Linked DNA regions of Capra hircus: region 2 is linked to region 1. A link is a contact called in public Hi-C data. All regions are on one chromosome and are shown on one strand. Each heading gives the region's core, a stretch centred on a gene start, on an enhancer-like site or on the middle of the called end of the contact. The rest is flanking DNA. Distances are from core to core; before and after follow the strand shown.

Region 1 (4,713 bases), core at 1,596-4,095:
CATGGTCAAACAAATCTTGCAGTCAGTGACCTGCAGCCCAGCGGCTCCCTGGAGGACCCGGGTGTGCTCCCGTTCTAGTCCTGGGCTAGAGGCCCTGCACAGCCCATGGGGTCCCTGGGGCCTCCATGGCTGCTGCAGAGCAAGTTGTCCCTGGTTAGCAAATAAGCTGAACTGATGTTTCTGTAGCTACAACCCAGAAGATTCCTGCAAGTCTAGCACCCTTCTGCCCAGCAAGGAAATGCATTATCTCTTTCTTAAAGACCCAATAAATAGTGGAAAACACATTGTGGAATCTAACTTGAAAATATAATTTTTAGAAAGTGACAAAACATTTTAGAAAAGTGATATTTTGAGAGGGTTCTAGATGCATCTGGAGCTCAGTTATGACCCTCTCAAAGCTCTCATCTCAGCCAGAACCCATGTGTCCTCACAGAACTGAGGGAACAGTCATTCTCCTGAACTCTCTTGAACAGTTTCTCTTTGGATCTGGCTCCATGTAATTGGGCAGCCAGTGTCTTGGGGACACAAAGTCAGAGGAAATTCTGAGCCAGGCACCATATTTGCTGGGAAGGTGGTGTTGTTGTTCAGTTGCTCAGTCGTGTCCGACTCTTTGCAACCCCATGAACTGCAGCACGCCAGGGTTCCCTGTCCTTCACTATCTTCCAGAGTTTGTTCAAACTCATGTCCATTAAGTTGATGATGCCATCCAACCATCTCATCCTCTGTCACCCTCTTCTCCTGCCTTCCATCTTTCCCAGCATCAGGGTCTTTTCCAGTGAGTAAGCTGTTTGTATCACATGGCCAGAGTATTGGAGCTTCCACCTCAGCCCACTCTTCCAATGAATACTCAAGGTTGAATTCCTAGGATTGACTGGTTTGATCTCCTTGCAGTCCACAGGACTCTTCACCAGCACCACAGCTCAAAGACATCAGTGCTGGGAAGGTAGAGAAAATGTTTTCCATTTCTCACTTCTTGCTCAAAGTGCAAAAATGACGGGCCTGCCTGGCCTAGTTACTGCTTTCTGTCTCTGCAGCGCTCCTGGCGCCAGCTCTCAGCTTCCTCCTTATTAATGTTCTGTGATGATCCCCTACTGGTACTGCGTCGCCATCATCGCATGGGGTTATTAGAGGGCAGACACCAGCAGGGAATGTGCTCTGGGCTTACTCTCAGAAATATCATCCCTTGTATTATCACAGCAATTACAAAATACTGCTCTTAAAAATGCAATAAGGAAATACCCAACTCTGTGGACTCTGTGTATTTGTCTGCCAACTTTCTATTTTTATGATAGCAGGTTGAGCCAGGCAGGAAAGTAAACCCCAGGGAAATGTAGTTACTTAAAGTTCTTCCAGGAGATAAGGACATGTAGACATTTTCTTAAATTTTATTTAAAAACATTGTTTGTGCCTCTCTCATTCCATGAAGAATAAAAAGAATGAAAGAAATTGTGATTGACAGTGCAACCATCTAGAGTTCGGGAGGTTCAGCTCAGAGGAATGGGGGTGGGAAGGGAAGGGAGGTGTTTTAGACTCAAATCAGAATCATTTAAGAAAAGAAAATTACATGGTTGCAGAATGCAGGTTCCATAATAATGGCTGGCAAATGATAATTTCATTTCTTACAGGATTTATCCAATGCTGCACAACTGTTTGAGGCTTCCCAAAATTCTAGGCTGATGTTAATAAAGAGCTTACCTACTAAAAGAATGGAGCTCAATGTTCCAGTGAGGTCGGGAGAAAGAAAAATAAGTAAAACCAGGCCTGGGAAAGCTGAAGAGGCTGAGCGCAGGGGAAGAAATGCTCTAGAGTTGCTGACCCTGAAGTCACACCAAGCCAGAGGAGATGCTCAGAAAGGAAGGAGGAGCTGCTGGCTGCAGGCTTCTCTCAGTGAAACGTAGTGCCCCAAAGCTTCCGCTGGTATTGCTCCAAGTGGAACCTAGCCACCATGCCTGGGATTCTCTTCCAGTGTCTGTTAAAATGCAGATTCCTGGGCCCCATCCTCATCTTCTCGAATTAGAATCTTTAGAAACAAGAAGGTGGAATCTGCATTTTATACAAATAGCTCAGAGGCACGTTATCCTGACGTTGCTCTTCAGCTCTCTCGGACGTAGTTGGACAATGAACTTGAAGGAAGGCCCTGCTACATGTGGAGAAACATCCCAGGGGTGGTGCGGATGTGCCAAAGAAGCAGAAGGTGGGTTAGGGCCCTAAGACCTACACTCAAGGCGTGCATCAATCCCCAGGTACCTGTTCCAGCTCCACTTCTTGGCTCTCCCGGCTCCACTCTCCCCAGAAAGCTCCAGTGCTCATCTCTTTTTCTTCTCACAAACAAAAGGCAGATTCGAACTGGGCAAATGGGGCATTGCCCAGAGGCAGAAGAAGGATCAAGTCAGAAGAAGGGGAGACAGCAGGTTTCCACAAGCATCTGAGAACCTTGGAAGAAAATGCCAAACAACTGTACTCAGGAGGACCCCCCCACACCCCTCATTCTAGCTGGCCTGGGCCCTACTTGACAAGGTGTCTAGTCTGGCTACTCTCCGCTTCTCTGCCTCCATCTCCCCTCTCCATTCCCATCTCCCAGGACAGCATCTCATTCCCCTATTCCCCCCAACCCCCCAATATCTGCAGGAGATCAGGATGCGGCAGGTTGGTTTACTACCAAACCAAGAAGGCTGACCCCAGGTCTGGCATCGACCATTGGGCCTTATTTCACTTTGTAAGAGCTCCCCTCCTCCCTGCACCCCCTCCACCCCCACTTTCTTTCCTGGGCTCCAGCACATCTGTGGCCAAGCCCTTGCCTTGGAGCCTGCTCTGTGAGATGAGAATCCCCAGGAGAGAAGTTTCTGGAAAGCAAAGGGAAGCCCTCTGTCGGAACCGAGCTTGGATGAGGTTGCAGCGGATCTCCCAGGTCGGAGCTGCGAGGCCAGGGTCCTCTGTGACAGATGGAGGGGCCCTCCTCCTCTGGGGACCCTTTCCTTCGAAGTCAGCCCCCCGGCCTCTGGTGGTCAGCTCCCTACGGAGTGCGGTGCCTGCGCCACCCAGTGGGCCTGGCGGGAACTGCACCCTGCGAGCCCGGCTCCCTCCCTCCGCTGGGGCTGGACACCGAGACAGTGCTTGGCGCCGAGTGATGCGCGGGGTCAGGTTGCTATCATTCCCTTGCCGGGAACGAATCCGCTTTTAGCTAAACAGTGTGCATGAAGACAGTAACATCTACTAATTTCAGTGGCGCTTGAAATTTCTCCCAGTGTCATGTTCTGGGCGGGTGGACTGTATCACAGCCCGTGGCAGAAGCGAGAGGCCTATTACCAGTCTATGCAAAGGGAACCTTGAGGTCCCTGCCTTAGTCACAGTCATTTATTCCCTGACCTCCCTTGTCCTTTAAACTTCAGTCCCTGACATGGGAAGGAAGCTGCCCAGGAAAGTGCACTCCGTCCTGGAGCCGGGGTAGCTCTCTTATGGGTCTCAGTGCTTCTCGCAGAAAAGCTGGGCGAGGGGAAGCGAGGGGGGCTTCGGAGAAGGGGGGCGTGTTCTGCCGTTCACCTTCTTGCCCTGAGGATGCTGCTTCCGGCCGGGTGATAATAGAACACGTGAATGCTGGGGGCTTGGCCTCTGCCCACCAGCCTTTGACATTGCCCTCTGTCTGAGGTGGGAATAGGAAAGTGGTTCCTGGCAGCCTGAGCCGGACTCCCCCAGCCGACCAGGTCTGCATGCCCACACCTGGGGCTGCCTTAAAGCCCTGGGTACCTCTCCGCAGGGGGCTGGGAGCCTCATGGAGCACCATTTGTAGGAAATCAAGACATGGTGAAGACATGCGTGTACACATGCATGTATCTGCATGGCTTTCTCCAATAGGTCAAGGGTACCCACAAGTCACCTCCTCAGAGGAACTTCCGCTCAGCACCCTAGAACAACAACCCTGATCCACCTCCTGCATGCCGGCATTATTCTAGGCAGAGGGGACAGGGTGAAGATGGGACAGGGACATTCTGAGCCAAGAGAGGATGGGAAGTGGTAGCCGATGAGGGGTGAGAGGTGGCGGAAGGCCAGGACAGGTTGGGGCTTGCCAGCTAGAGTAAGGGAGGTGACTTGTTCCTGCTGCCCAATCCCTCCACTTCTCACCCCCAGACTCACACACAGCCTGTCCTCCGTACCTGCTTCAAGTCCCACATCCCCCAGGGAACTGTCCTGATTCCAGAGGCCACAGATCTCGCCCTCACACCTACATCTCACACTGCCTTCCTCCAGCCCCACGTGGACCCTGCTGCACCAAAGTTTGATGCTCCTTAAGGACATGGAACAACAGACTGGTTCCAAATAGGAAAAGGAGCACGTCAAGGCTGTATATTGTCACCCTGCTTATTTAACTTCTATGCAGAGTACATCATGAGAAACGCTGGGCTGAAAGAAGCACAAGCTGGAATCAAGATTGCCGGGAGAAATATCAATAACCTCAGATATGCAGATGACACCACCCTTATGGCAGAAAGTGAAGAGGAACTAAAGAGCCTCTTGATGAAAGTGAAAGAGGAGAGGGAAAAAATTGGCTTAAAGCTCAACATTCAGAAAACGAAGATCATGGCATCTGGTCCCGTCACTTCATGGGATATAGACGGGGAAACAGTGGAAACAGTGTCAGGCTTTATATTTTTGGGCTTCAAAATCACTGCAGATGGTGACTGCAGCCATGAAATTAAAAGACGCTTACTCCTTGGA
Region 2 (4,713 bases), core at 1,416-3,915, 200 kb before region 1:
GCAGAGTACATCATGAGAAACACTGGGCTGGAAGCAGCACAAGCTGGAATCAAGATTCCTGGGAGAAATCTCAATAACCTCAGATATGCAGATGACACCACCCTTAGGGCAGAAAGTGAAGAGGAACTAAAAAGCCTCTTGATGAAAGTGAAAGAGAGTGAAAAGTTGGCTTAAAGCTCAACATTCAGAAAACTAAGATCATGGCATCTGGTCCAGTCACTTCATGGCAAATAGATGGGGAAACAGAAACAGTGTCAGACTTGATTCTTGGGGGCTCCCAAATCACTGCAGATGGTGACTGTAGCCATGAAATTAAAAGATGCTTACCCCTTAGAAGGAAAGTTATGACCAACCTAGATACCATATTCAAAAGCAGAGATATTACTTTCCCAACAAAGGTCCATCTAGTCAAGGCTATGGTTTTTCCAGTGGTCATGTATGGATGTGAGAGTTGGACTGTGAAGAAAGCTGAGCGCCGAAGAATTGATGCTTTTGAACTGTGGTGTTGGAGAAGACTCTTGAGAGTCCCTTGGACTGCAAGGAGATCCAACCAGTCCATCCTAAAGGAGATCAGTCCTGGGTGTTCATTGGAAGGACTGATGCTGAAGCTGAAACTCCAGTATTTTGGCCACCTCATGCGAAGAGTTGACTCACTGGAAAAGCCCCTGATGCTGGGAAGGATTGGGGGCAGGAGGAGAAGGGGATGACAGAGGATGAGATGGCTGGATGGCATCACTGACTTGATGGGCATGAGTTTGAGTGAACTCCGGGAATTGGTGATGGACAGAGTCCTGGCATGCTGTGATTCATGGGGTTGCAAGGAGTTGGACACGACTGAGCAACTGAACTGAACTGAACTGAATCTCTAGTTATTTGCAAGTTGCAAAGCAGACTCTTTTACATCATGAATTTATTAAGCCACCACAGAATCTTACAATTTACTCCAAATTCCTCTTTCTAGATGTACTGTCTTCTACTTCTCTTTGATCACCAGAACAAGTTGCCTCCTGCAGCATAAACAGTTCTCGCATCAAAAATTTCTACACAAAAAAATCCAGAGAATAACAAATGTGCCTACCAGTGGCAGACTAGGACCAATATGTGCCCAGCAAAATTACAAATTATCAGGTTATACACCCTCCCAGTCATTCACCGAACAGTGAAAACCATAAGTGTTAATTTGCGAAAGATGGGGCTCTATTCTAGCAGCAACTGACTAGCTAAAAAAAAGCATCACATACTTTAATAGCAAAGACCCACTGGCCTTTTAAAAGCAGCAATGCCTGTAACAATATAAATATTAGCATAGCAACTTGTAGCTTACAACACACACCTTACCACAATTTTGGCAGAAGGATTTCAAGCAATCTTGTATTACTAGATTTACAGCCTAGTTTTCCATTCAGACATTTTATTAAGAACCAAGAGTACTGGATCTCCGAAGATGTTTGCTCCTGTATCCTGGGGCCACCCAATGACCAGAGGAAGGGAATTGCCTGCATAAAGACTGAGGTGCTGTAGGGATTGAGACATTCTTCATTTATTTTAATAGCCCCCTGAGATAAATATTATTACATTCAACTTAGGAAACTGAGGCTCACGGAGGTTAAGAGGAGGAATATCTCTTATGAGTAAGGAACTCTCTCCTAGAATTTTCCTTCTTCCATCCTTATCCATACCTTTCCCTTCCAAAGGGAAGGTTTCTCTGCAAGTCTCAGTCACTATAATTCCTCCATATTTACTATGTCTGTCAAGGAGGAAAGGTGAGGATGGCTTTCACAGAGAACCTGATATTTGAGATGAGCCTTAACAAGCAAATGTTGGGCAGATGGAGGGTAATGGTAAGGACATTCTTGAAAAGAGTAAATAATACTTGCAAAGACAGAAGAATGGAAGAAATTGGCATGTCAGGACAATGCTGGTTAATGTGTTGCAGAAAAAGTGTGCATGCATGTATGTGTGCGTGTGTGTACAGAAATGAATAATCTATGAAGACAGACTGGAGGAAGATCACAAAATATTAACAACAGCCTGGGAAGAAACATGCACTTTACTCTCTAAATCAAGATTTCTTAACTGAGAGATCACGAATTAAACCCTAGGGCCATGAAATGCCCTGCTCCCCAAAGTATGAAAACTGTGTGATAAACACACACACACACAAAATCATTTTCCTGGATCTGTAGCTATCAAATGATTTTCAAAGGAACTCAGAAATAAAAAGTGGTTAAGAACCACTATTCTGAATGACTGGGAATCACTGTGTAATTTTTTATAGGCAGAGATGTGTGCCATAACACTTTCATTTTAGAAAGGTAGCTGGCAACATCTGCGGAAGTTGATGGATTAGAGAAAAGAACCCTTAAAAGCAGAGAGTGATAAGAAGGTATTACCCTGCTCCAGCCAAGAGGTTATAAGTACTTCTATTAAACACACACACACAACCTAATTCCAGAGACTTTTCAAAGGTAAACTTGCTAGAATTTGTCGACCACCTGCATATGGGTTGTAATGGAGAAGGGAACCAAGCCTTTTTTTTTTTTTTTTTTAACTCTAACTAAAGAATTAAAGAGCTAACTCTCTTTCTCAGTTAAAGCTCCTGTCATCCACTTACCCCACACCATCATCAAGAAAAGCCATTCAATACAGCAGAGCAGCTGCAAGTGACAAGGTACCTCTTTCTTCCATCTGCAACCAGCCACCACTGGGAAACTAACCAGAAATGCCAAATGTTCCAAAGAGAAAATGCTGATGGCTTACAACAGGGGTTGGCAAACTACAATTTACAAGCTGGACCCAGGCTTATTTTTGTAAATTACATTTTATTGGGACACGGCCACACTTCTTTATTTCTGTACTGTTTATGGTTCCTTTTATGCTACAAAGGCAGACCTGAATAGATGCAACACAGACTGCATGGCCTACAAAAAAAAAAAAAAAAAAAGGCCTAAAGTATTTACTATCTGGGGCCTTGATGGAAAGTCAGCCAACTCCTGGCCTAGAACAAAAACAGGGATAGATTCTATCTCAGAAAGTACTCCTTCAGTACAACAGGTGGGATTAACATGTAGAAGGCGGCTATGTGTGGACCAAATTCAACTGTGTAACATCAATCTTCTGGGTGCAGCTGTAGATATATTTGTATTAGCAGCAAACTACTTATCAAACTGAATATACAAAATTCCTAGTATCCTTCTATTTGAAAAAATACCACTTCTCATAAGGCAACATATTAAGGGCCAATGTTCTCAACCCAATTCAAATCCCTGTTCATTTCATTCTTCCACTAAAACTTATTTTCTCTCTCCCCTAGGTTCTCTCTCTTTTTTTTAAATAACAAGAAAACAAAAAAACACTACCATCTAAGCATCACCATGTAAACTGATGAAATTCTCCAATCTGAGAACCTGGGTCTCGGCCTATCTGTGGAATATTGGCAAAAAGGCAGCAAAATAGCCATTTGTAATTAGCAAATCTTAAATGTAAATTTCAGATAATTTAAAAAACGAAATTTTAGTTCATCCATTAAAATTAAGCTCTACTGGTGGCCTCTACTAGACTAGGCTGGGCAATTATATGTATGGTGGTGGTGGTTTTTTAAAACCATTTTTAAGTTTTTATTTATTGGCTGTGTCAGGTCTTAGTTGTGTCACGCAGGATCTTGTTTGGCACATGGATCCTCCAGTTGTGGTGCATGGGTTCAGTAGTTGCAGCAAGTGAGCTTCGTTTTTCTGCGGCATGTGGGTGGGATGTTAACTCCCTGACCAAGGATCAAACCCATGTCCCCTGCAGTGTAAGGTGGATTCTTAACCGCTGGACCACCAGGGAATTTCAAAAAATGTATATTTTTTTCTAAATGGTATGAGAACACAAACTTCAACATATCCAAATTGATCAACTCCCCACAGTTATATAAAAATTATTTCAAAAATAAGAGTCTCACAAATACATCATCTACACACATTCCCCAAAATCTAAGACACAATGTTCTCCAAAGGATTTTATTAAGCAACTTGTTTTACCAAGAATATGTTCAACATCAGTTCAGTTCAGTCGCTCAGTCGTGTCCGACTCTCTGCAACCCCATGAATTGCAGCACGGCAGGCCTCCCTGTCCATCACCAACTCCTGGAGTTTACTCAAACTCATGTCTGTCGAGTTCAACATAGGAATGTATAATAACACAGGTTTCAAATAATAAGCAGCTAAATAGATTTTAGATACTCTATACTAGGATTTCTTAACCTTGGCACTACTGATATTTGGGACTAGATAATTCTGTGTGAGGAGGACTTTGGCTATGCATCACTTAGGCTGTTTGGTAGTATCTATCCACTAGATGCCATTAACTAGTTTTGGCAATCAAATATCTCCAGATACTACCAAATGTCCCCTGGGGGACAAAACTGCCTCATTTGAGAACCACTTCACCAAATGAATTAAATTGTTTTTAATTTTTATTTAAAAAAACACATTTAATGGTAGATATTGCTTTGCAAGTCAATTGTTTCACAGACATGTTAGGTGTCCAAGCTGGAAGGAACCCTGGAAATCATGTGGTCCAAACTATACACGTTACAGGTGAAAAAAATAAGGGCCACAGAGGGCCACTGAAACAGTTGTGATCTGAAGAGAGACAGAAGCCCATGATCCCCAGTTCCAGGTCAGGATACCAGGAGGACCGAAGAACCAACTCAATTCCACAGGTGTTTAC

The links. Hi-C and Micro-C count contacts between places; a contact is called where the count stands out from the background.
Region 2: a Hi-C map of blood shows a contact between it and region 1, with 4 times the contacts expected there. The contact joins two enhancer-like sites. A contact is called at or near these places in 3 of 5 Hi-C or Micro-C datasets (all in blood).

What each region holds. Positions count from the first base shown.
Region 1 is chr16:58,550,378-58,555,090 of ARS1.2, reverse strand. No RefSeq gene overlaps it. Among named protein-coding and RNA genes, the nearest start is that of TEX35, 22 kb to the right of the region's middle. Within about 2 kb of position 2,845, at least 3 of the 5 cell types and tissues checked have an H3K27ac peak or open chromatin away from gene starts, as enhancers often do.
Region 2 is chr16:58,752,828-58,757,540 of ARS1.2, reverse strand. The region is part of intron 1 of RALGPS2 (ras-specific guanine nucleotide-releasing factor RalGPS2); the gene reads right to left. Among named protein-coding and RNA genes, the nearest start is that of RALGPS2, 24 kb to the right of the region's middle. Within about 2 kb of position 2,665, at least 1 of the 5 cell types and tissues checked has an H3K27ac peak or open chromatin away from gene starts, as enhancers often do.